Linked DNA regions of Mus musculus: regions 2, 3, 4, 5, 6 and 7 are each linked to region 1. A link is a contact called in public Hi-C, HiChIP or PLAC-seq and promoter capture Hi-C data. All regions are on one chromosome and are shown on one strand. The core of a region is the stretch at or near the end of the contact, and the rest is flanking DNA. Distances in the headings are between cores, read along the strand shown. Region 1 holds the start of Thbs1 (thrombospondin 1). Region 2 holds the start of Fam98b (family with sequence similarity 98, member B). Region 3 holds the start of Rasgrp1 (RAS guanyl releasing protein 1). Region 4 has its middle 27 kb from the start of Gm32020. Region 5 holds the start of Inafm2 (InaF motif containing 2). Region 6 has its middle 130 kb from the start of Gm32137. Region 7 has its middle 110 kb from the start of Gm32210.

Evidence for each region. Promoter capture Hi-C pulls out the DNA fragments that hold promoters and counts their contacts. HiChIP or PLAC-seq counts read pairs in DNA pulled down with a chosen protein or histone mark. Hi-C and Micro-C count contacts between places; a contact is called where the count stands out from the background.
Region 2: a CTCF HiChIP or PLAC-seq map of the NIH/3T3 cell line shows a contact between it and region 1, with 9 read pairs. The contact joins the promoter of Fam98b here to the promoter of Thbs1 in region 1. A contact is called at or near these places in 7 of 39 promoter capture datasets (the 3T3-L1 cell line, frontonasal cranial neural crest, hippocampal neurons and 3 more), 3 of 15 datasets of contacts at CTCF or cohesin (the NIH/3T3 cell line and large pre-B cells), 9 of 484 Hi-C or Micro-C datasets (adipose-derived mesenchymal stem cells, cerebellar granule neurons, cerebellum and 6 more) and 7 of 115 datasets of contacts at active chromatin or transcription factors (the NIH/3T3 cell line, embryonic forebrain, embryonic stem cells and 3 more).
Region 3: a contact with region 1 is called in an H3K4me3 HiChIP or PLAC-seq map of stem cell-derived neural progenitor cells, with 5 times the contacts expected there. The contact joins the promoter of Rasgrp1 here to the promoter of Thbs1 in region 1. A contact is called at or near these places in 2 of 39 promoter capture datasets (embryonic stem cells and liver), 6 of 484 Hi-C or Micro-C datasets (embryonic fibroblasts, embryonic stem cells, palatal mesenchyme and 1 more) and 5 of 115 datasets of contacts at active chromatin or transcription factors (embryonic forebrain, embryonic stem cells, forebrain and 2 more).
Region 4: a contact with region 1 is called in a promoter capture Hi-C map of hippocampal neurons, with 2.4 times the contacts expected there. The contact joins the enhancer-like site here to the promoter of Thbs1 in region 1. A contact is called at or near these places in 3 of 39 promoter capture datasets (embryonic stem cells, hippocampal neurons and stem cell-derived epiblast-like cells) and 1 of 9 other capture datasets (embryonic stem cells).
Region 5: a Hi-C map of embryonic stem cells shows a contact between it and region 1, with 7 times the contacts expected there. The contact joins the promoter of Inafm2 here to the promoter of Thbs1 in region 1.
Region 6: a Hi-C map of Sertoli cells shows a contact between it and region 1, with 3 times the contacts expected there. The contact joins the enhancer-like site here to the promoter of Thbs1 in region 1. A contact is called at or near these places in 3 of 39 promoter capture datasets (the C10 cell line and embryonic stem cells), 1 of 15 datasets of contacts at CTCF or cohesin (large pre-B cells), 2 of 484 Hi-C or Micro-C datasets (Sertoli cells and uterus) and 12 of 115 datasets of contacts at active chromatin or transcription factors (cardiomyocytes, craniofacial prominence, differentiating embryonic stem cells and 9 more).
Region 7: an H3K27ac HiChIP or PLAC-seq map of embryonic fibroblasts shows a contact between it and region 1, with 9 times the contacts expected there. The contact joins the enhancer-like site here to the promoter of Thbs1 in region 1. A contact is called at or near these places in 2 of 39 promoter capture datasets (embryonic stem cells and hematopoietic stem and progenitor cells), 1 of 15 datasets of contacts at CTCF or cohesin (the NIH/3T3 cell line), 2 of 484 Hi-C or Micro-C datasets (embryonic fibroblasts and uterus), 16 of 115 datasets of contacts at active chromatin or transcription factors (the NIH/3T3 cell line, bone marrow-derived macrophages, craniofacial prominence and 12 more) and 1 of 9 other capture datasets (embryonic stem cells).

What each region holds. Positions count from the first base shown.
Region 1 is chr2:118,109,961-118,113,374 of GRCm38.p6, reverse strand. It overlaps Thbs1 (thrombospondin 1), which reads right to left and starts at 1,499. Exons shown (of 22, transcript NM_011580.4): 1 at 1,300-1,499; 2 at 666-760; 3 at 1-405. The coding sequence starts at 732. Gm13986 (predicted gene 13986) reads left to right here and starts at 2,173. Exons shown (of 10, transcript NR_126479.1): 1 at 2,173-2,678.
Region 2 is chr2:117,247,834-117,251,247 of GRCm38.p6, reverse strand. It overlaps Fam98b (family with sequence similarity 98, member B), which reads right to left and starts at 1,509. Exons shown (of 8, transcript NM_026620.3): 1 at 1,410-1,509. The coding sequence starts at 1,480. It overlaps Gm25189 (a small nuclear RNA gene), which reads right to left and starts at 2,977; the gene lies at 2,814-2,977.
Region 3 is chr2:117,341,131-117,344,544 of GRCm38.p6, reverse strand. Rasgrp1 (RAS guanyl releasing protein 1) reads left to right here and starts at 1,668. Exons shown (of 17, transcript NM_011246.3): 1 at 1,668-1,870. The coding sequence starts at 1,836.
Region 4 is chr2:117,385,693-117,389,106 of GRCm38.p6, reverse strand. No RefSeq gene overlaps it. Among named protein-coding and RNA genes, the nearest start is that of Gm32020, 27 kb to the right of the region's middle. Within about 2 kb of position 1,881, at least 29 of the 459 cell types and tissues checked have an H3K27ac peak or open chromatin away from gene starts, as enhancers often do. A contact at or near this core is called in hippocampal neurons, where this site is marked.
Region 5 is chr2:118,743,896-118,747,309 of GRCm38.p6, reverse strand. It overlaps Inafm2 (InaF motif containing 2), which reads right to left and starts at 1,552. Exons shown (of 1, transcript NM_001301269.1): 1 at 1-1,552. The coding sequence starts at 1,195. The coding sequence ends at 737.
Region 6 is chr2:117,569,309-117,572,722 of GRCm38.p6, reverse strand. No RefSeq gene overlaps it. Among named protein-coding and RNA genes, the nearest start is that of Gm32137, 130 kb to the right of the region's middle. Within about 2 kb of position 1,577, at least 18 of the 459 cell types and tissues checked have an H3K27ac peak or open chromatin away from gene starts, as enhancers often do. A contact at or near this core is called in Sertoli cells, where this site is marked.
Region 7 is chr2:117,596,719-117,600,132 of GRCm38.p6, reverse strand. No RefSeq gene overlaps it. Among named protein-coding and RNA genes, the nearest start is that of Gm32210, 110 kb to the left of the region's middle. Within about 2 kb of position 1,647, at least 19 of the 459 cell types and tissues checked have an H3K27ac peak or open chromatin away from gene starts, as enhancers often do. A contact at or near this core is called in embryonic fibroblasts, where this site is marked.

The sequences.
Region 1 (3,414 bases), core at 250-2,749:
GCGTGATGCTCTTCCACTGGCCAGTGGCCAGGAGAGCTTCCTCCACTGACACCACTTGTTGCTTCCCTGGCAGGCTCAGGCTCAGGTCCAGGGTGCCAGCTTTGCCGTTGGAGACCACACTGAAGATCTGGCCAGTGTTGTCTTTCCGTTCCACAGCCAGGAGTGTGCCCCGGGTCTTCTTCATCTGCCTCAAGGAAGCCAGGAAGATGAAGCCTTTGTCGGCCCACACAGCGTCCAGTAGGTCTTGGAACTTGTCATCCGGCACAGCGGGGATCAGGTTGGCATTCTCAATGCGGAAGGCGGGGCTGGATAGATCTTGGCCCTTCACCAGTCGGCGACCGGGGCCCCTTCGTGCACCTCCAATGAGTTCAAAGATGTCAAACACACCGTTATCTCCCCCAGACTCTGTAAGGAGAGAGAAGACAATCGGCTTTCTAGGCTAGGTATAAGGGGGTAAAGTTCTGGCTGTGAGGAGCCAAGGTGGGAACTCGTGACAATAATGGCAATTATGGAAAGCTGAGCGAGGGAAGCTGCATCCTTATCAGGAGATAAGGACTCCAAGGAAACACAGGAGCTATCGAGAGAGAGAGAGAGAGAGAGAGAGAGAGAGAGAGAGAGAGAGAGAGAGGAGAAGGGGGAGGAAAATGAATATATCACAAACTCACCTGGAATGCGGTTGCTTCCACACATATGCAACAGGAACAGGACACCTAGTCCCCGCAGGAGCTCCATGGTGGAGCCTTTGTGCCCAACACGGAGCCTGTAGCAAGAAGCACAGGAGGCCAGAGTCAGAGACCAGGAAGCAAGGTGGAAGGGCAGAGGTGTGTGTGTGTGTGTGTGTGTGTGTGTGTGTGTGTGTGTGTGTGTGTTTCTTCTTTTGCCCCATATGTGCTGAAAAAGAAGGGTTTACTTTCCAAACGGTATCCAGTATAAAAAGAGCGCCAGAGGCAGGGGGATTGTTGGAGTTCCAGGATAAAGGGTATAAAGTGACTTGGGTCCGTCCCCTCCCCCCCGCCCCTTTAGACAAGATTACAGAATGTATTTTGGATGGCGACAGTCAGGGGTAACCTGGAGACTACTGGGGAGAAAATCTTGGGGTGTCTTGGAGGTATAGTTTGTGAACCCGAAGGCTGAAGAGAACCAGCTCCGGAAAGTTCTTTCCAGGGGATAGACGGGGCAGGATAAAGGAGTTAGGAAAACCAGAAGGGGAAGAGTAGGAGATGAGGAGTAGCGCTGATCATCTGCAGCCTGGGGCTTTGAGGTGGCCGGCCAGGTGCTCCGCAGAGGCGGGAGGTTTACCTGTGTGCACCGGGGCTCAGTAACCCGGAGAGGTGGCAAAGGTGAAGTGAAGGACAAGGACGCTGAGTCCGGTGAAGACGCTGAGACTGCCGGTGCGCCGGGAGAGACCGTGGCAGAACTGGATAGCAGCTTCGCGATTGCCTGCAGAAGTCCGATGAGGCTGGCTGACTCCAGGCAGTGGCTGGCTTGACTGAGGAGCCCAGGACCTTTTAAAGAGGCAGGAAGCAGGGAGGGGGGAGGGTTCTCGGGGGCGGGGGCGGGGGACGGGGACGGACGGGTTCATTTCTCCGCCCCCTGCTGCTTGGCGCACAGCTCTCGGGCTGAAAGTGAAGGGGGAGACTCCGATCCCGCACAGGAGCCCTGGAACTTGTCAGAAAAATAGGTCTCCGCCCACGCAGCCTTGGCGTACTCAGCCTTTAGCGCTTAGGATCTTGCGCCATGTGAACTGGAGACGTTCTGCATGAGAGTCCCCAGACGCGATGCTTCTTTGGGGACCACCTAAGACCCTTTAGGGAGGCTTTCATTAAAGCACATCTCCTTGAATAATTCCATGACAGAGACGCTTGGGGATCGAGACAGTCTGGTTTAAAAATAAAAGAGGGCAAAAGGTTGGACCCCTTAAAGGAAGCTGCCTCCTGAGTCAATCCTGGTGGGTGGGGGATCCCATGTCATCTATACTTTGCGCTTCACTCCTGTCCCGCACGCCTGCCTTCCGTCTGACTCACTAAGGGTGTCAGCACGGTGTTGCACAGGGCCAGCAGGACCGTGCACGGAGGTCGCCTTCCGACTCACTGTCCAAGTCGAGAGTTTTTTCCCCAGTTCTACTTTGCTTCCTCAGATGGCCGCTTGGGGGCGGTATATGTATTCTGATTTAGGGGATCCTTTCGGAGAGTTTTTAGCGGCATTTTAAGGAAGCGAATTTATATCCCGCTCCCTCAAGGCAAAATTGAAATTGTGTCTTGAAAAACAATTTTGTGCCCACTCGTGTTTCTTAACGTGACTCCCGATAGGAGAATTTGCTGAACCATCTGGCTCCAGGATCTTACACTATTTACAGAACGGACCCGTAGAGTTATAAATTACTCTCTACCTATTATTTTATTTCCCATCTTTCTCCCTAAACAGTTTTTTTTTCATTTTTTCGGCTCCCAAAACCGAGGTGTGGTTTACATTTCTGTGGGTATACACTTTTCCATCAGTAGACTGCTGCCTGATCCTTTGTCTCTGAAGTCTGGTCTCAATGCCATCGGTCCGGAGCCAAGATGACTCCAGCTGCCTGGAATTCCATTCATCTCTTTGGGAAGGGACGTCAGCGGCGGCGATGCTTCTCCAGCTGTGGCCCTGCGTGAGCAGGCTTGGCTCTGAGTCCAGGGATCCAGGTAAAAGCATCACCAAATAAGGATCTTGGCAGAATCAGGGCGGGGCCGGCTGAGGGACAGCTGGGGCTCCCTCCCCTTATCAGTTACACCTGGCTGGACTCCCAAACCTTGGAAACACCCAGGACTTTATGCTCATCACACAGCAATTTCACTTTCCTTGTGTGGGAGGGAGTGTTCGGTGACAAGGTGTGTGAGTGTGCGTGGTATGTGTGCGTACACGCAAGGAGGGGCTTACAGAGTGTTTCCTAGTTACTCCGGGTACACAGCTACACAGCCAGTGCCTCTTGTAGATAAGTACGTTCCCAAGATGTGTTTGTTTATTAGACTTCAGATACTCAGAGCCAGCAGTAAAAGTTTCTACTGGTTGATTAGTCAAGTTAGATTCCTGCCCTTGAAGTCACAGGCCCTGACTCAGCCACTGAATCTGAAGATTCGGGATCATCAGGCAGGCTTGCTCTTCGCTTCCAGTTCCTTCCGCAGGTCCTCTTTGCTTTGTGGAAGGCGATTGCTTTAAATATCCTGCTCAGCACTAATTCTTCCTGCAGGAACCTTTGGGACTGCCCTGGGAGGGCTGGTCTTGAGACCCTCTTTCCTCATGAGTTTTGTACCACAGAGGTGAATGTCAGCGGCCCACAGACAAGAGCTTCTCTCCTTGTGTAAAGCCACCAACTTCCCTAGGCCCAGCTACACCTTGCTGATGGATCAGGAGCAATCAGGGTCTGCCCCTTTGGGCCAT
Region 2 (3,414 bases), core at 260-2,759, 860 kb after region 1:
AAACTTCAAAATCTTGTCTTTGGCCATTCCAGGAACACTGATTCTGAAGTATGCAACAGTTTTAACTCTCATATTGAATAATGTGAAACAAATGTCTCTCAGTAAATGTCAACATTAGAGCAAATTTCACTTTCTTAAATGCTATGGTAGAAACAATATGTTTCAGGAATCAAAGAAGAATAAAACCACTGTCTTCGCACTTCATAAATGGCTACAAGATCCCAAAAATTGTAAATGTCTGGGATCCAAGCTGGAGCCTACGCACACCAAGGTATTTTAACTTCGTATTAGTTATATTTCCCCTGCAGGGTTAAGAAAATTTCATAGAAATACAAATAGCCCTGATGTTGTCGTGCTGGTTCTGTTTTTTTATTTAACAAACATTTTATTCAAGATCAAGTAAATTCAAGGTTCTGTTATGCTGAGTAGCAGCAAAGTATGCATTATCAGGGTGCAACAAAAGTTAACACTTGCTAGAAAAAAAAAGAACAAAATAGTTTGAGGGAACGAAAATAAGGGAACCAGGCATGATAGTTTCAAACTTCTTTAGGAGCAGTTACCCTAAAATGAAACCACCTTAAGGAGGTAAACGTCTGTGCAGATGGCGCCAACGTTGGGGAAAGGATCCGTTTATTAACCCTCAACCGTTTGGACCTTTGCTCACAAGTACACACCCTCCTCTGAACTTTTTCTTCAATCGCTGTGACAGGCCCCACTCTAGTATGTTGCCAGGAGGAGTCCATCAGTGAAGAAAGTTGACAAGTTTCTCAAACTCTGGGTGAAGTTCATGTGACAAACAGGTAAAAAGAGCAAGCGCTGGGAAGAACACCAGGATGGAGGGGAGTAACACTGCTTGTCCAGATCGCCTCATCACCGCCACCCCGGGGTTCCTCTTAACACCTAAAGTGGTAACGACGTTCTGAAAACTGTCGTTTCTCCCTGCCTACCACACAAACGTGCTTTAAGGAATGGAGAAGGTTAAATGCAGGGGTTCACACTTAACTAAGAGTCTTCAGTCTAAGAAGCGGGAGTGAGTCCTCCCCCAGCCCTGAGTAAGCCACCGATTTGAGCAGCATGCGCGACACAACAGTCCAGACGCAACTGCGGTGCGGCGGGAGCAGGATCTACGTCCATACAAAGGGCTCCCCCCCCCACCCCCCCGAGGCCCGGGAGGAGCCGGCTGCAGGCTGAATGTAATGAAAGAGGGAAAACGGCCGGCACAGCCAGGCCTCTCGCTGCAGCCGCTCGTTCCCGCCGGCTCCCAGGGTCCCGGCTACCCGGAGCGCAGAGGCCTGCGCACCGCCCGGTACACAAGGCCTGCTCCGGGGAGAAGCGCACGCCCGTGCCACAGCGGCCACGCGCAGGGCCAGCGTCCTCTCCTCTGAGAAGTTGTCCACGAGAACACTCACCCCAGCGCCTCCAAGGTGTCCAGAACGTCCCCTTCCATGCTGGTTTCGGGCCCGAGCTCTGGCCCTCTCATGGTCGCTTGGTCCAAAGCTGTTCGTCACTAAAAATCCCGCCGGAAACCAGCGTCAGCACGCCAAGGTTCCGGGACTTGTAGCCGTGGCAACCGTGGAGGAGTCCCTGCTTGGTGCAACGTAAAAGCCATGTTTGCAACAATAGACTTTTAAAAAATAAATAAGCATCTTTGTGTTAGATCTTATCCATGTGAAGTCACTATCTTTTACTATCATGATTCTACTGTAGGTGTTGAATACTACCCCACCTTAGATTTTTTAATTTTTGTTTATGGTGTGTGTCAGGTGTGTGTAGATGCTCCGGAAACCAGCAGAGGGCAACAGATCAAGCCCTCTGAAAGAGCAGCCACATTCTTAACCAATGAGCCAACTTTCCAGTCGCCCCCACACACATACATCTTGCTTTTTATAACAAAAATCCCAAAAGGAAACTATAATGATCTCCAGCTAAAAAGTAACAGGATGTCTATATACATAAGTCCATTGAGCCAATACATGTGCCAGTGCTCTAATAAGAAGAGATCTAGGGTATCATTTCATTATGAATATAGAACCAAATAAGTGAGTTGTTGTGTTCATCTATCTGCAGAACCACTTCAAATACATATTCAAGATTTTGTATTGTGTTGCTGGTCATTTATGAATGTATTAGCAACAAAAGGTACAGCTCCAGATGCAGTAGAAACATCCATAAGAAATAAAAGCAAGGCCACAACATGCCTTTAATCCCAGCACCCAGGAGTCAATGTTTCTCCTGAGTTCAAGGCCAGGTTAGTCTATACAGTGAGCTCCAGGCCAGCCAGAGCTACAAAGTAAGACACTGGCTCACAAAACAAACAGCAAAAGAAGAAAGAAAGAAAGAAAGAAAGAAAGAAAGAAAGAAAGAGAGAGAGAGAGAGAGAGAGAGAGAGAGAGAGAGAGGAGGGAGGGAGGGAGGGAGGGAGGGAGGGAGGGAGGGAGGGAGAGAGAAAGAAAGAAAGAAAGAAAGATGGAAGGAGAGGAAGAGGGAGAGAAGGAAGGGGAAGGTGTATTAGTCAGGGTTCTCTTGAGTCACAGAACTTATGGGTAGTCTCTATATAGTAAAGGAATTTATTGATGACTTACAGTCTACAGTCCAACTCCCAACAATGGTCAGTAACAGCTGTGAATGGAAGTCCAAGGACCTAGCAGTTGCTCAGTCCCACATGGCAAGCAGGCGCGAAGGAGAGAAAGTGAGACTCCCTTCTTTCAATGTCCTTAAATGGTCTCCATCAGAAGGTGTAGCCCAGATTAAAGGTGTGTGCCACCATACCTTGAACTCAGATCTCCCTGTCTTTTTGTTTGTTTGTTTGTTTAAAGGGGAGAGCACAAACGCAGTCCCCCACTACCACAAATTATGCAGTCGAGTTTCCCGCATTTGGGGAAATCGCAGTGGTCAGCACATCCGGAGTGCAATGGATACACCTCGCCCTGGGAAAACCACCTTCGTGATCATGGTATCTCCCCTGCCAGGTAAGTATGATTTCCCTGCCTTAATCTTCTGGAATCCATAGCCACTATGCCTCAAGATCTCCATACCCAGATCCAGGTCAGAAACTTCTATCTCCCAGCCTCCAGATTAGGGTCACTGGTGAGCCTTCCAATTCTGGACTGTAGTTCATTCTAGATATAGTCAAGTTGACAACCAGGAATAGCCACTACAGGAGGTAAGGGGGAAAGACAAGAAAGAAAGGAAAGAAAAAAGAGAAAGAAATTTAAAAAAATAAAGACATCTTCTGAGTAACATAAATTATTTCCAAAAATTCATGTCAAAAGAAATCTCAGGGTTGTTTGAGTGGAAAGAAAATACTGACAGATGAGAATATGAGAGTGTAAAAAAGTGCTGAAAAGTACTCCTAGAAAGAGCAAAGTGAGATAAATATTGGCTGTTCAAAACAGCAAGTGTAATGTCTTATAA
Region 3 (3,414 bases), core at 419-2,918, 770 kb after region 1:
TGGAAGTGCTTCATATGCACAGGAGACTGTGCACAGGACAGGAGGTGAAGAGGGAAAGGAAGCTGACATGAGTTTTAGAAGGTTAGGGGAGGCAGGTTGCTGAGGGAGGAGTAGGTGAAGCTCACGGGAGGTCTCAGGTGAGTACTATCTGGATCTATCACAAGTATTCCATCATTTTGGGAAAAGTAAGGGGGGCTCTCACCTCATCCAAAACTGCTCCCAGTGACGCCACCCTGCATACCGTCTTCATCTCTATGTTTGCCTGTATCTGTTCTGCCCTCATCCTGCATGACCCCGAGGTGACATCACTAATGCTCGGGAGTATCCTCAGGAGAAACGTCTTTTCAGGCTCTGTGACAAGAACCTCGGATCTTTTAAACATTTTTTTTCTGTTTCTTTTTGTTTTCTTCCTTTTTTGGGGGGTGGGGGTGGGGGTGTCTTTCATATGTAAGGAACTGAACTATGTAGACCTTCCTCTTGGGCTTGGCTGACCCCTTTGAAGCAAGTGTGTAGTAGATTCTGTTTTCCAAATGTGTAAGCATACATTGGTATGTAATTTTAGACTGCTCTCCACTTCTGGCCCCATTTTATCGGCCTTGTTTTGTTGCTGTTGTTTCTCATACTTATTTTTGTAGGTTGTGTATTCTTGTAAGTGATCCTGAATTCTTTTCTAGGACAACATTGCACATAAACATGAGGAAATGCACGCGTTATAGCAGAAGGAGGTCTTAAAGTCCAGAACGTTGTGGCTGGGAAGATCACGGGATGTGATAGCAATAACGAGGGTGTTATTAGGCCAGTCCAGCAGGGACTTAGAGACGCCAGGCAGAGCTCAGTCTGGGCCACCTCTCTTTTCGGTTTACTGGCTGTGAGAGCCTGGTGTTCTCTAAATCTTACGCAGTGCCCTCTTTGCGTTTGGAGGGGTGGCTTAACGAGGTAACATGTAGGAAACAGCACTGGATCAGCATTAGCTGTTGGTATTACCGTGGCCATGTTCCAGACAAGTAGCAGGTAGGTCTCCCCTCTTGGCCAGGTCTGCTGGCACGCTGACATTGCAAGAAAGCCCCTCCCCTAGCCTTCCACTCCCACTTGGCTCTCTTGGTCTACCACACCCACAAACTCCCAAGCAGCAGCCTCTAACCTGACAGCTCACCTCCACACCCACCGCCTCCTCCGTAGTGCAGTGCACACAGCTAAGTCTTCTCTTTTTTTAAATATGCCAAAGAGAACTAAGTGCGTAGTAGTTTAGGGGGGTTCTGCCTTCCTTGCCCAGACCCGACTGTGTACCCTCACTGATACATACAAGACAGTCCTGCCATCCGGGAAAGGGTCTCAGCAGAGCCCCCACCCCCACCCCCCTAGGGGACTCGTAGCCTTGGGTGGAGGCAACTCTTCGCAAGGCTCTAGCTTTGTCAATTTCGGGGCAACTCACTCTGCACCCCTCGGACCTAACTCTTGGGCTGGGAGAGATGAATGGCAGGCGGGGATGAAGGGAGACGCTAGGGCGGCGCAACTCCTCGGGGCGCTACCAAGTAATGGGGGCAGGATTCGAAGAAGAACTGAGGGCGCCCCACGTTTCCTCCAGCCTGATGATAACATCAACGCCTGTCAGGTGGTTGGTGCGAGAGAGTGTGTGCGCGCGCGGGAGCGAGCGTAGGGAGCGCGCTCGCACAAACTTTGTGCCTGCGGGTGAGCCTGGGTCGGCTCGCCGGGCTCCAAGAGTGGTCGGCTCCGGGCTGCGAGGGCCAGCGGCGGCCGAGGGATGCGCGGCGCCCGGCCGAGCCGATCCCACCGCTCTAGGTGAGACGGCTCCAGGGGCGCAGAGAGCCGCGACCATGGGAACCCTGGGCAAGGCGAGAGAGGCTCCGCGGTGAGTAGCTGCGTCTCCTCGGAGAGCGCTGCACCTCTACTGGGGAAGGATAGCTGAGCGGTGTGCCCTGTGGTCCTCTCCAGTGGGTACCAGGAGGGACTAGACGACCAGGGCGCCTCCCTCGGAGGAGAGTTGCCTACAGGGGTAGACCATGATCGGGGACCTGGGAGCCAGGTCAAGATAGGCGTGATACAGACAACCTCAGAGTCCAGCACACCAGGTCGGGAAGAAAGAGTTGGGGTTGCTGGGGTGGCGAGGCCACAGGTCACCTGGGCAGATCTGGAGTGGTCTGAGCCCAGCCAAACCTTTCACCTACCCAGCGCCCACAACAGTCGACCTCCCTGGATGCTCTCGGTCTGGGCACCCCCCGGGAACTCCCACTCGCACACTTTCCGTGCCCTTGGCACCCGCTGCGGGCGCGGGTCTAGGACAGCGCCACCTTGCGGACTCTCCTGGCCTTTCAGGAGCGACTGGCGGCAATGGCTGCAAGCGGAGGTGGCAGTGCTTGGCTGCCCTTTGAGGAAAAAGAAGTTTCCAAATCAATGGTCTATGAGTCTACACCCCTCCCCTTATACTCTACAGAGATGTTTGGGAGACGGAAGGTGAAGGAAGAATGGCTATGAACAGTCTATCTCTTGGGCAGCAATAAGGAGCCTGGGGTGGGGGTTGGAGGGATGTCAAGAAATTTAGTGTTTGTCCTCAAAACACCAGGACCCCGTAACTGCCTGGACACCACTTAGCCTTTGTTAGGGCCGAGAACGTTGTGTCCTTCACAACGCCATTCACGTGGACTCCGATATGACGGCACCATGCCTGATCTGTAACTATGCCCATTAAAATTCCCTGTTGGGCCATATCATCCCCTGAGTGTTCTCAACCTTACCTTGCGCTACACTATAATGGGTTAGTCCATTGAATTAACTCTGCATTATTGGCGGTGTGGGGCAGGACTGGAAGCTACACTCAGCAGAAATGGCCCTGTGAAAGCTGCCTTTTCTTATAAACAACTATGAGATGTCCCGGCCCTCCTCTGTTTCCTCCTTTGCCCTGTGGATAACTGTGCCTGGAGACTAAGTCCCCCAAATCGGTTCATACTTCGAAACCTCTCCCCAGGCTCTGTGGGGTGGGGAAGGCAGACGCTAACTACTGCAGGGCTGAGAAAACATCTTGAAGTTACTGGGTTTCTTTCAAGCTTTTGTTTTTGCTGTTATTGTTGTTATTTTGTTTTATTTAATTCATAAGTTTAACTGGAAACGTGTGGCTACTGCCCTTTAAAATCATGACTTTGTAGAATTAGAGGCTGTTCACTCTTCAGATGGTTAAAGCACTCTCAAAGTTGCCTATCATAAAGCACTGTAAAAATCCTTACCTACAACCATCTCACCAAGAGGTGGAGGGAGGGGAGAGGGCAGAGGACGTGAAGCGGGGATCTAGCTTGGTGAAGAGTGTTTGCCTGGCATGCAACAATCCTGACTTTGGTCCCTAGCATCATGTAAGAAAGAAATTAAGATATTTCTTTTAATTCCTTTGGTTGCATCTTGGTG
Region 4 (3,414 bases), core at 632-3,131, 720 kb after region 1:
TCCTGGGAATCAAGCCGAGAGGCTATGGAAGAAGAGCCAGTGTTCTTAACTGCTGAGTCCATTCTTCAGCCCCTGGCTCTGATCTTGATGACTGATGTCACACAGAGAAAGCCATCCCCATCTAGACAGGCTGCTCCTTGCAGCCTCTGATCTCCTGGGTGGTCCAAGTCCTCTTCCATTCCTTACTCATGCTCCTTCCTGACCTAGTCATATCTTTATCTACCAACTAGTTTCCACTATCCCTCCTTAGGATATACAATTAGACCATCAGCTCGAAGCCCTTAACAGTACCCCAGTAGTTAAAAATACAGACATTGGATACAGCTTTCAAATATGTTCAGTTGGACCTCCTAGTTTTATGTCATTGTTCAAGCTTCAGTTCTGTCAATGTTTCAATCATAGTCCAGTGGCTCCCCTATCAATGCTTTCTCAAAAGCAATCTATCTCTATAGAGCTGAATTGAAGTTCTTACATTCGCCCAATTGTCTTTTCTCAAGCCTGGTCTGTATCTGTGCCAGCCTAACAGAGAGTCCAGTGGAGAAAATGGTGCCCTCATTCTCAGGAAGGCCCATGTCATGATGACCATAGTCACTGCTCCACATCTAGGCTGTGCTTCTCCCTCGGGCAGTGGTGCTGATCAGTGACACCCAATAGAATCACTAAGAAACTTCCCACACACAGACCCACCCAGAACAATAATCCAGAACCTGCAGCAACGGGCCCCATGTCTCTCTGTGTTCTAATGTCCCCAGGTGATCCTACCACGCAGCCAGCATTACACAACCACTCTAACACCCACATGAGCCACACACACTACTCTTCAGGGTTCGTGTTCTATAAAATGATGCTTCTCATTCTTTGTGCACCCACAGAGGAGCTGGTGATTCTGCATCTTTATGTGGCTGGGCCTTCAATTCTACAGTAAAACAAGCTTTAGGGATGGGCATGGTGATGTATGCCTTTGACTCCAGCACTAAGGAGGCAAACACAGGAAGACCTCTGTGTGTTCGAGGCTCTACCTGGAAGGTCCAGGCAAGCCAGGGCTACATATTGAGATCCTGTCTCACAAGGAAAGAAAGGGAGACAGGAGAGGGGAGGAGGGATAGGAGGGGAGGAGGGATAGGAGGGGAGGGGAGGGGAGGGGAGGGGAGGGGAGGGGAGGGGAGGGGAGGGGAGGGGAGAGGAGAGGAGAGGAGAGGAGAGGAGAGGAGAGGAGAGGAGAGGAGAGGAGAGGAGAGGAGAGGAGAGGAGAGGAGAGGAGAGAAGAGAAGAGAAGAGAAGAGAAGAGAAGAGAAGAGAAGAGAAGAGAAGAGAAGAGAAGAGAAGAGAAATCTCTGACTGGTACACCTGAATCAGACTTGAACACTATGTAGCGGGGACTACAGCATTTTAAAATCAACACCATTGCCACTTTTTCAATGTCTTAATTCATGCTACAAGAAAACTAAGTAGCTGAACAGAAATAAGAATAAAAACTTTCTTTGGATCCACAGTAGTCCCAAGACGAGTACCATATGCACACTCTAGTTGCAAATGGCAGCTTCTCTGGACTCATTTCCTACCCGTGGGAAGCGAAACAGAAAATAACATCGGTTTGCATTTCAGCAGACAGACTTTTTTCCAGTGGGAATAGTCATGAAAAAGAAAAAAACAACCCTCCAGGCTGAGGTCTCTTGCCTAAAGTTCATATTCCCCCTCACCACCACCACTACCACCACCACCACCCGCCCCGGTTTGCCAGGGGTTGGCTGTGGAATCCCTTACGGCTATTTACACGTAAGAACAGAAGAGACATCTTTGCCAAGGGGCTGCACAAAGGGCTACTGGGAGAACAGCCCTGTGTATCTGTGTGACTCAGATCTCATCCCCAGAACAGCGTGGGCTAACTTTCCAAGCAGTGCTTCCATATGCCATGGGTTTGGTTTGAATCTCTTTTCTCTCCCTGGACAGTAGCTTTGGGGCCTAGGAAACATTATTCCACTCTCTTTACTCCTTCCACCCTCAGGCATCCTCCGCAATGCGTGAACACACAAGCCCAGAAAGGGTTTTATTCATCACAGTGCTTGGCACCTTCAGAGCACTGAGTCCTGGCAGTGGTATTTTCTGGGCCTCCCACATCCCGAGTGAAATGGCAAAACTAGCCTCGTTGTCACTCACCAAAAGAACCTGAGTTACAGCAAGGGGACCAAAACCCTTGCTCCCTTCTGCTGCCTTGTGCGTCTAGCAATTGGGGCTCTCCAAGGAATGCAATAGTCATTGCTCCAGATGTGCACATGTGGATGAGAAAGATCAATTCTGAAATCTGAAGTCAGACAAGGCATAGCTGGTTTTCTCCCACTCCAAGGGAAGGGAAGTGTTCCTTGTGACAACAGTTACTTCCTTTTGAGGCCAGGGAAGTACTTCCTTTTGAGGCCAGGAAAGTAAGAACTAAGGACAAGCAGAGTTCCCCGTGAACCCTCTAAAGGAACCCGGGCTTCCAGGGGCATTGACATTTGGCAGGCAACAAAAGTTGGTGAAGGGAAGTGTTCCAGAGGCTTCAATGTGGATGGCAAGCTGCCTGCTTCCTTTGGAGAAAATGAGTTTGAAATCAAGGCATTCAAGCGTCTGCACAGGTAGTCCCTGAGCTAAGGGCAGCAGAGGAGGTGAACTAACTCTGATCCACGCTTCGTTATGGACCCTACCACTGCAGAGACTGGATGCTAGGAGTGCATCTCTGGCAAAAGCTGATAAAGACAGCACAGTGCAGATAACCCTTGAAGTCCCAGTGTCAGCCCCAAAGAGCTGCTTCCAGAGATGGCGAGTGGGTGGACTTCTGGAGACACAGATTCGGCTTTCTAACTTTAGCCTGAACTTTCGAGTGCCTCTCTGCAGTACCAGGAAAAACATTTGGTGTGAAGGAGGCTAAGAATAGCAGCTCAAATCAGAATGTGGAATCAGAGGAGTTTCAATCAGCCATGTGTTCCCTCCTCCCTGGCCTGGCTGGGTCATAAGCAGCGGTGGGGCAAAAGAGTCAGGGCTGAAAGACTTGAGGTTTAGAAACAGAGTGAGGATGAGGAGGTCTGTTGAGCCTCCCAGGGCTGATGCTAAGCGCTTCACATGGATCAACAGACTAAATACTTGCCCCATGCTAGGAATATCTCCAAATCACAGATAGGGAGATTTGACTTAAAAATATCAAGAAAACAATTCAAGGTTAACCCACTGATCACACAGGAGACCCCAGAAAAGAGCAACAAAGTGCAAAGAAACAGAAACAAAAACTAGCCAGCAAAGTACAGGGTTTAATAGGGAGGGGACTTTCAAACACAGAAGGGGACACTACTTGAGGGACATCAGGCTGCTATGCATCTCAGATGCAAACGAATATAGAATTCTAATCTTACAGTGATGAGGAAGGAGTCAGAGTAAACATCA
Region 5 (3,414 bases), core at 303-2,802, 630 kb before region 1:
TATCTTTCTGAAACAGGAAGGGAACAGGTGAAAGAGTGGGTGATGGAAAAGAAAAAAAAAAAAAAGCTTGTGTTTGTGCCCTTCTGGCTAAGTGCAGTTTGAAGGCCAGCAAATAGCCCTTGCTGGACCCCACCATTCAGTAGCTACCCAGGCTGTGGGGAGATACATAGAGTTCTATGTGATTATAGCGTCTAGTGCATATGTCAACAACTATATACAGGGATCTATAAATTAAACGCATGTCTGGCCACTGCAACTAGGTTGACGTACCTGAGCTCCGCTACTTTTGGTGCTCTCTTCTTTGGGAGAGCCTCGGCTTATTTAAAAAAAAAAAAAAAAAAGAGCCCCTACACAACTCCCTACCTTCCCCTGAGTCTTGGGGAGGGGGCGCCCGAGTCACCCCCTGCGTTTAGGAAACACCAGAGCTAGCAGCGCTGAAGGGCTGGGTGCTAGGCTCTCTCCACCCTCCCCCCCAGTTCCCCTTATGGCTCAGGGCCCTGGCGCAGCACGGTGCTGGGAAGATCAAACCCCGAGTCCCCGGCGAATCGTGGTCCCTTGGCTGAAGATCCGGTTGTGCATTACCGGCTCCCGGGGCAAACTGGCGATCGCTGAGGTGTGTGGGGGCGTACGCTCGCGTAGGGGTCACTCCGGCGGGCTCCGGAGCCGGTCCTGCTGCAAAGTCCTGCTTGGGGGCTTAGGGGACGATGATTCCCGACCGTCCCCAACGCGGAGAGATTCAACGACTCCGGGGCTCTTCGGCCGCTTCCTCTTCGTCCTCGTCCAGCCCCCGCGGCCGTTCGAGCGGCCCAGCCAGGGGGCTGTCTGCAGCGGGCTCCGGGGGCGCCGGCCTCGCCGCCTGCAGCGGGGGTGCGTCGCGTGGCGCCTCGCGGCGGGACGACCCGGTGGTGTTGGGCCCCGCCGCCACCCCCGAAGTCCCAGACGGGCCGGTGGTGTTGGAGCCGCTGGGGGGCGGGCCGACGGCTCCCCCCGAGGTCCCGGCACCCACCGGCTGCCAGATGAGACTGTAGTAGACGGCCAGTACGATGGCGGCCAGCGACACGGAGAGCACGTAGGCGAACACCGTGGCTAGCCGGACCCACTTCTTGTTGGTCTTGGCCGCCATCTTCGCCTTCTTGTCCCCGGTGTAGGTGGCCGGCTTGCCCCGCTCGGCCGGGGCCGCGTCGCGCTCCTTCATGGGGGGGCCCCGGCCTTTGCCCCGGTGCTCCACGGCCCCGGCTGGAGGGGGCCTGGCGGCCTGCGAGGACTGGGCAGGGGGCGTCTCGGCGCCCTGGCTTCCCGGCGGCCCCGCGCTCCGCCGCTGCTCCTCACGCCGCCCGCCCGCAGCCCGCCACCGCGTCGCTGCCGCCGCCGGGGCCTGGGCCCGTCACCGCCGCCAGCGCCGCCGCCGCCGCCGGCCCGCCAGCTGCTTCCCGGCCGCCGCCACAGCCACAGCCGCCCGACTCCGCGTCCCCATCCGCTGCCGCTGCCGCCGCCTGCCCGGCCGCCGGCCGCCTGGTCTCCAGTGGCCGCGCGGACCGCGCGCTCCGGCTCTAGCCCGGCTCCCCCGCGGGGCGCGCCGGTGCAGGGGGCGGGGCCGCGCGCTGCCGGGGGGCTGCCCCTTAAAAGGGCGATGTAGGGGCCCGGAAGTGCCGCGCTGGGAGGCGGCTGCGGCGGGGAATCGTGGGCCCCGTGGGGGACGCCCAGTTAAGAGAGAGTTAAGGGAGGCTGGGCCTTAAAGGGGCGACAGGAGCTTCTTTAAAGGGGGAAAGGCACTTTGCGGGAGGGAGTGCGGAACCGGGAGGTGGCAGGGAGGGGCAGGCTCCGTAGAAAGCTGTCAACTCAGGCGTCTCCTCACATGGCCCAGGCTAGGAGATGGTAGGTGGGAGAACTAACCAGGCCCACCTACACCGGGTCTCCGAAGTGGAGCTAACACTAAGCTTGTGCTCTCGGGTAGCTCTAGAATAGTGAGGGGATAGTGTCCCAGATCCCTTCACCCCAAAGAGCCTGGTTCGGGTCTGGGAACCTGGCGCCCGCACACCGCAGTCAGTCTCGCTTCCTTTTTTCTGTTGGTCTGGACTCCGAGACCACTCGAATCTTGCCTGATTGGGTCCTCTTAGGACCCTTGAGTCAGACTACTGTGAGCCACAGGGACAAGAGCCAAAGGTTGAGTTTGTTTCTTAGGCTGACCTGCCAGCATAATCTCAAATCCCACAACAGGTCTCAGGTCCTACTTTCTGGTCTTCTGACTTTCAGGACTGGTCTCGAATTGTACCCAAGGGGCTGCACTGAACTGGTGGAGGACATCTCCCAGCGTTTTCATTCTTTGATTCTCTTCAACCCCAGGATGTAGAGAACTGTCTTTTCCCATTGAGGCTTGTTCCTTCCAGGCTTCAGCCTTTTTGCTCTTAGGGCCCTTTGGATGCCGGCCACCCCTCTGCACGCAGGGACTCTTAGTACCACCCTTTCTATACTTTCACCCTCTTCCCCTTTGCTTGTTTCATCCCTATTTCCTCTTTGTAATTCACCGCGATTGATTTCTGGGTGCCTCTTGCTTGACTCTCCCTGTGTTCCCAAAACTGTCTTTGTGAGCAGCCTGGATGTCTCAGTGGATTAGAGAACTATGAGTCTGAGTAGGAGAAAGGTCTGTGGTCCTGATGTAGTTGGGGTGGGGCGTGGCCTCTGCGAGGGCCCCACTGACTTCTAACCTCTTGGGCAGGACTCCCTCTGCCCTTTCCACTTCTCCCTTTCCTTTGACTTTGACTTTCCTTATCCAAGCCCTTCCCCAAATTTTCCATCCCATGGAAGCGCTACCAGAATGCAGTGTACTAGTGGGCTTCGAACCACAAGTTTCTAATCTGGTCCTGGTTGGAGGCTCAGGTGGGGCTGTGTCTCTAGCAATGGGCCACCCAATACTATTTCAAGGAGCCTTTTGTTTGTTTGTTTTTTGTTTGTTTGGTTGGTTGGTTTGGTTTTTCGAGACAGGATTTCTCTGTGTAGCCCTGGCTGTCCTGGAACTCACTCTGTAGACCAGGCTGGCCTCGGACTCCGAAATCCACCTGCCTCTGCCTCCCAAGTGTGGGATTAAAGGCATGCGCCACCACTGCCTGGCAAACCGTGCCTTTTTAATTTCTGAGATATTACAAGGACATTGAGAGTTTAGTGTTTATGGGCTTCTGTGGATTGATAGGTGGTGGTGGTGGTGGTGGTGGTGGTGGTGGTGGTGGTGGTGTGTGTGTGTGTGTGTATGAGAGAGAGACACACACAGGGGTGGGGGCGGGACGGGGTACTGTTCTGGAGCAGCCAGAGCAGGTCTTGAAGGTGGCCTGTAGTATTAAAGTCCAAAAATTGCAATCAAATGTCCTTTTCTCCTTTCTCAGTTGTTCTCTGGCCTTCCTGGTGGGGTTGATCGTAGGA
Region 6 (3,414 bases), core at 328-2,827, 540 kb after region 1:
GATGTGTAATCAAAGAAGACAGTTCCCTGTCGTCGAAAGCCATTTGGTCAGGGTCTCAGACAAACCAAAAGAAGTCTTCCTTCACTTTATCTCGCTCCCTGACTATGATTCTAAGACAGAGATGGGTGGCTGGTATACATCTTAAAATCACTTTCCCAAATTATATCATCAGCTGAAGTTTTGAAGCAGTCATCCCAACTCTGGAATATTCGTGGGCTAGAGTCTTGACTTCTCCTCCCTGGCTGTTTAAGAATACAAGTTTCCCATGGCTCCTCTTCCTCAGGCCATTAACTCCCTGCCTTCTGAGCCCAGTGTAAGCAGAACCAACCCCTTTTTTTTCAGCAAGAATGCATGAGGCTTGTATTGGGCTTTCTATTGCTGTGATAAAACACCATCACCAAAAACAAGTTGGGGAGGAAAGGGTTTATTTGGCTTCCACAGCCACATTTGGCTCATCACTAAAGGAAGTCAGGACAGGAACTCAAACAGAGAAAGAACCTAGAGGCAGAAACTGATGCAGAGGCCATGGAGGGATGCTTCCTACTGACTTGCTCCACATGGCCCTACTCAGCCCGCTTTTGTTTCTTATGGAACCCAGGGCCACCAACCCAGGACTGGCCCCACCTACAATGGGCTGGGCTCTCCCTCAGGAATTGTGAATTGAGGAAATACCCTACAGACTTGCTGCCTACAGCCTGATCCTATGAAAATGTTTTCTTATTTAAGGCTCTCTTCTCTCCAGTGTCTTTAGCTTGTGTTAAGCTGACATAAAACGAACTAATACAAGGCTGAACTCAGTGGAATGGCTCATTTGTCTAAGACCCTCTGATTTTCTAAAGCAAAGCTTTACTACACTGAAAAAACATTGAGCAGCCCTCTTCCATGGCTCACTCATTACAGAGTAGATTCTATAGGAGGGAGGGAACCACAGAAGGCATATTTCATTTTGACTTGCTGTCCTGGTTGCCTAACACAAATACCCTAAAAGACAACTCCTTAACCTCATATGCTCATCATGATGAAAATGCTCTATCCAGGCCCTGAGCCCACGGTGGTCTGAACCCTGGAGTGAAGGTACAACATGTGTTCTCTGGTTTCGGTCAAAACACTCATGTATAGGCGGCTTCTTGGGAGTATGTCATTAAAGGCTCCAGCTCAGAGTCCTTGTCTCCATCTGTTCTAAGGATTCTGCTGTGGGACAAAGGGCTCTGCCTCCTCAGTGGGAGTATCCCTCAGACTCCTGCTGTGGGCCCTCTCTATGGAAGAAGCCAACTCAGCCTCACCAAGGTGTGTGCCCAGTGCATGTGGCCACTGACTTTGGACTGGAAAATATTCCCGGATCTGTCAGAATAATGATTTCAGTGTGTTCTCGGCGAGTTCACAGTGTGAGCCCATGAAGGTACCTCTTCCCCGCTGCATGATCTGTTGTGCTTGGAGTTCTTCCCTGTCTCAATTTCAGTATCAGTCAGGGGGAAATAGCAAAACAGCATTCCTTCATGTAGATAACAGTAGGCAGCTGGCTACTCCTGGCTGGTAACATAATCCCACCAGTGTACTCTGGCAGCTGGGCTCACTTAAGGGCAAGGACAGACGTCCTGCTCAGAAACAAGCCTGATAGATACGATTCCAGTAGCATTCTTACTGTCAGCAGAAATAAGGCCCTGGAGAAGAAAGAGCAGCAGGGGTCTGTCTTTGGGGTGAGCCTGAGCATCATTGGCAGCCTCCGCTTGCCAGCTAGATGGCCCTATTTACTCAGTTCCTCTGTTAGAAAGAGTGCAGATCCTGTGTGGGCATGTGTCTTCCATAAATAACCTGATCTTGCTGAGCCTTGACTTTGTCATCAGCAAAGCAGGGACAACCTATAGCTCCCAGGACCATGTGAGGACATTACATACAGAGATTGCAGCCTGGGATTGGTGCAAAGTCTAGTTGGGCATCTGTATTAACTTACTATGTCCTGATGTAGCAGTGGCTATGTGGGATGGTGTTCCCTTCACCCCCATCTCTGCTGTTCTTCCTACATGGTTAAGAGCTCTGGAGGTTGCTAGTTTCCATGACCTAGCCAGATTTGGGTATTGTGCTCTCTGTTCAGCCTGCTTTCTGAGTCCTTTATTTAACACTTACCCAGTGCTGCCCACAGCAAGAGGGTGGCATAGGCAATATTAGAAATCACATGGTTTATGCCCTGGCTCCAGAGCTGTGCTATGAACTCTGTTACTTAGGGTGTCATCCCTGATAGCTCTCTGCAGGGCCAGAAGCAAACACTAATCTAATGTATGCAATTATGTATATGAACCTGTGTACAAATGTATGCTTTTGATAGGCCAAAATATATAACATATTCTGATATCATATGTATAGTATATAGGATTATACATGATTCATTATGTAGGCAATATATGTTGTTTTATTGAATTAACATACCAAACTGTATAGTAGTCCATGTATCATGCTTCATATAAAATATATACAAAATATATAAATATTTCATCATTTTGATTACCAAAACTGACAAAATTTCTTGGCGATAAGGAGTTAGTGACTACTTTGATAAAGTAAAGTTGCTCCAGAAATGCTCTACAGAAATTCTCGAGCTCACCCAGGTGGTTTTACAAACATGGAAGCAGAGGAGAAGATGGTATTAGAAATGGCTTCCAGAGTCCCAACCTCCATTCTCATTGTCCCAAGTCCCTCGGGTACTGAGCTGTATCTAGTAGGGAAGTAACAGTGGGCAGCTGATCAGAAGTCCAAATGTCATCCAGTGAAGACTAGCCATCCTGAAAATTTTGACCATGTCTACAAAGGCAGCATCTGGCTTCTTCAGAGCACAGTCTTCAGAGCCTAGGGGAAACTCTGGTTCTTGGGAGAGGACATCAAAGTGGTCCTCATGCAAGACCATTTCACTTGTGCTATAGATTTTACTATTATTTTTCCTTCACTCAGCCAGTATTTATTGATTGTGTGCAATGGATTTGCAAGGTGCTTGCTGTGCATTTAGTATTAGAGTTGTAGTTACCTAGTACAGATCCGTGTCTTACTTTGTTCAGACATAAATCTGCCTTAATATCCTAGCCAGATTCCAGTTCCCTAAATTGTTGTTTTTATATTCCCACTCTGAGCAGCAGTTACTAGTTGGAACTCCAGTTGCTCCTGTAGACCTCTTCTAATAACACCAAAGGATGTCAGTGTCCTGGTTCCTATGCATGCCCAGGACTTCATTTTAAGCCTTTTCCCATCTATAGGCACATCTCAAGGTTACCTGTGTTTCCATGTCCTACATAGAATTACCTGAGCAGAGAACATTCATCATTCATACAGTAATGTTCAACAAATATAACTTCTTCTTCTTCTTCTTCTTCTTCTTCTTCTTCTTCTTCTTCTTCTTCTTCTTCTTCTTCCTCTTCCTCTTCCTCT
Region 7 (3,414 bases), core at 398-2,897, 510 kb after region 1:
CCTTGAAGATTGTGCACAATAGCCAAGACATGGAAGAGGAAAAAAATGATTACATTGGAATACAGCTGTAACACCATTACATTGGTTACGGGGGCTTGGGAGGAGGAAGAAATGGGGGAAACGACCCAGAGGGTACAGATGTGCAGAGACAAAGAATAACATATCCAGACATCTGTGTGTATTACGTTGGATGACAAAAAAGTGCTAGGTGGTCTTATCTCAAGAACTGAATGGTATAAAACAAAAGACGATAATTTTTTGACTATCATAATCATTTCACTATGCATATCAAAGCATCATGTTGTACAACTTCAGTAGATATGATTTTTTTTTCATTTTTGTTCTTAAATTAACTGTATGGGCAGTTTGCCTGCAGATGTGTCTGTGAACATCGTTTTTCTACTTGGTACCTACAGAGCCAGAAGAGAACATCAGATTGCTTGGAACTGGAATTACAGATGTTAGTGAGCCACCATGTGGGTACTGGGAATTTAACCCTGCTCTTCCACAAGGACAGCCAGTACTATTCAGCACTAAGTCATCTCTCCAGCCTGGGATATAATTTTTAAAAGAGGACTTTAACCAGGAAAAGTCCCTATGCAGGACCACCCCCACACCTTGTTCAACTCCCCCTTTTACTCCTAGAATCCACACTCAGCCCTGCACAAGCTTACTGTTGTTTTCCAGCCTTGTTTCTGTGTCTCCTGATTTCTGTTCTAAAGCTCTTTCACTCTTTCCATATCTCTCTCCTCCTCTCCTCTCTCTCTCCCCCTCTTCCTCTCCCCTCTCTCTGTCTCTCTCACTGAAAAAAAGTCACACAATATATTTTTGGTCTTATTTTTTCCTCCCAGGTCCTCCTACCTCTTACCCATTCAATGTTTTGTTTTTCCTTCTTAATAAACAAGTGGAAACATCAAAAAGAAACACACAAAACCACAAAAATCAAAATAAAAAAGCAAGAGACTGTTAATAAGACAAAAAGAGGCCACCCTGACCTCTTTACTTTCCAGACTGTCATCTGTGTGGATTTCATACCTCCACCAATTTCAGAGTTCCCTTCTCTACTTTCTCCCCACTTAATTATAATGATTCTGTCATCAAAAATTCCAGTGACATTCTACTATTTCTATAAGGATTTTAGTAAAAATATAATCAAGTCATGTTTCTATAATATATAACATTTTCTCACACAACTAACATCAATATAATCAATAGTTTTCTGAAACAATGTTCCCAAATGTTTTAACCTCTTGGGTGAGTCTAAGCCATATGTTCAATAGCTCACAATGTGTGCAGACCCACATCCATCCCCAGGATAGCCACACCTGCTCTACAAAGTGAACTGTCACAGGAAATGCTTACCCAGAGTCTATTTCCAAAATTGCTAGTCAAGGAAGAGAAAATCCATGACTGTGACACCTCTTTCTTGCCCTGTCTCTACTCTTTGTCCACCCTCCTCCCTCTTTCCCCCTTCCCCTCCTCCCTCTCCTCTCTCCTTGTTCTCATTTCATTTATTAAGAGATTCCCTGGAAGTTTGTCTCACTAGATTCAGTTCCCAACCCTAAGTTATTCAAACACTCAGTCTACATTTGAGTCACTGAGGAATGTGTAATAACAGGAAAAAGAAATATACACACTCTGTATTTGGCATTGCCATGTGTTTTGTGGCTTGGGAAGGTATGTCTGGGAGTATCATATGGCCATTACCCAACCTGGACACAGAGGAGCTCTGTATGGCATCCCCCACTGTTCAACCTGAAGGAACAGACATTCGGTTAAGTTGTCTTACATTGACTCTTTCAATTGAGTCCATGAAATTTTTTTAACTGAAAAATATGTATTTTTTCCAAATGAAAGAATTTAATTACTCCTTTCTGCTCAGCCCCAACCCTGAATCATCTTTTTGCTTTATTTGATTCAAGTGGAATGTAGCAACACAATTTCATTAATCCTCAAGGATACTTGAACACTAACCTTTCAATGTGGTTCTTCTTTTACATTGAACCTCTGTTAACTGGATATTTGTAAATTCTCTAAAGCTTTATAAAGAAGGTATTGTTTGAATGCCCATTTTACCAAAGCCAGCATATAAGATGTTGGAAGAACTTGCCTGAGTCAGTAGAGTTAACAGCTTGGGACTTGAATTCTAATGCTGGGCTATCTAATCCCATATGCTGACTTTGGTACCAGAATACACTGCTAGCACATTAGCAGAGATAAGCTTTGACATTTTCAGGGAACTACAAAGCCAAGACAAATTAGTTGAAAGTATTCTCAAGATTCTTGTGTTTTTAGGTCACCAGACAAGCTATACCACACAGCAATAGGGCAGATTCATAGGCCAAGAATAGCATCTGTTGAGTACCATTTCAAAACAAGGATGACCATAGCATTCTTGGAATAGCTCATGGCCCTACAGCCAGGAATAGCAAATCTTCTCCCTTTTGCTTCTTATCTAAGGTGATGAAGGTGGGGCTGCACTGCCTCATGGACCACTGGACTGAAATATTTCTTAACAGTAATAATTTTCTATGAAAAATTTCATAATTTCCAACTAGCTTAGGATTTAAATCCAGCATCCCATTTGATCAAGTTTGTTGAAGAGATTTGTCACTTTAAATCGGTTTAGAGAAGTAGGGAGGTCATGAACCCAGTGTGTCTGATACTTGTAAAATAACAAAGGCTATGGTCACACTAGTGAGAAAAGCTGTCCAGGGTTCCTAGGTCTCATCTTCAAAAGGCAGAGCCTCAGACAGTAAAGAAAAAAAGGACCAAAATGTCTACTGCAGAATGGACTTTCCTCTGAAGCTTGGTCTCCTAACTGCTGGGGCATAGAAGCAGATGTCATCCCATCTCACACCAGCCAGAGAAGGATACTTCTGTCTCTCCAAGTTTACAATATGTCAGTTTCTTCTCCTTTTTCCCATTTCTTGAAGATGTGAGGGGATCGGTTGGGAGGTGTATATGGAACTCCCCTGTCACTAGCTGTTTTATACAGGCACAGCGATGATTTTCTCTAAACATCATTTGGAGCCATTTCACTGTCTGCTTTAGTCTGAAAACTTGAGGAATAGACTAAGGAGCTCCGAAGGGGTCCTATGTGCTCTCTACACTCACTCATTTCTGTAAGCCAGGCATTTTAACTGGCATGGGAAAATAGAGTACATGTTCTTGGGCTCTCTCAGTCACTTCTTTCCTCTTTCTAAAGGCATTAGAAATATATGCATCCATTGCTTCTACATGATGAGGTGCCTACAGAGCTAAATGGCATTGTTGTCATACTGTCTACATGTTTCAAACCTCTTCCCTAGGGGTGTGTGACTATCCTGGGTTACTGTGACCACTCTGGGGTATTTTTAGGGACCTAGCAGACCACTAGTCATATTGATGCCCCTTAAAACACCATTTGATTCT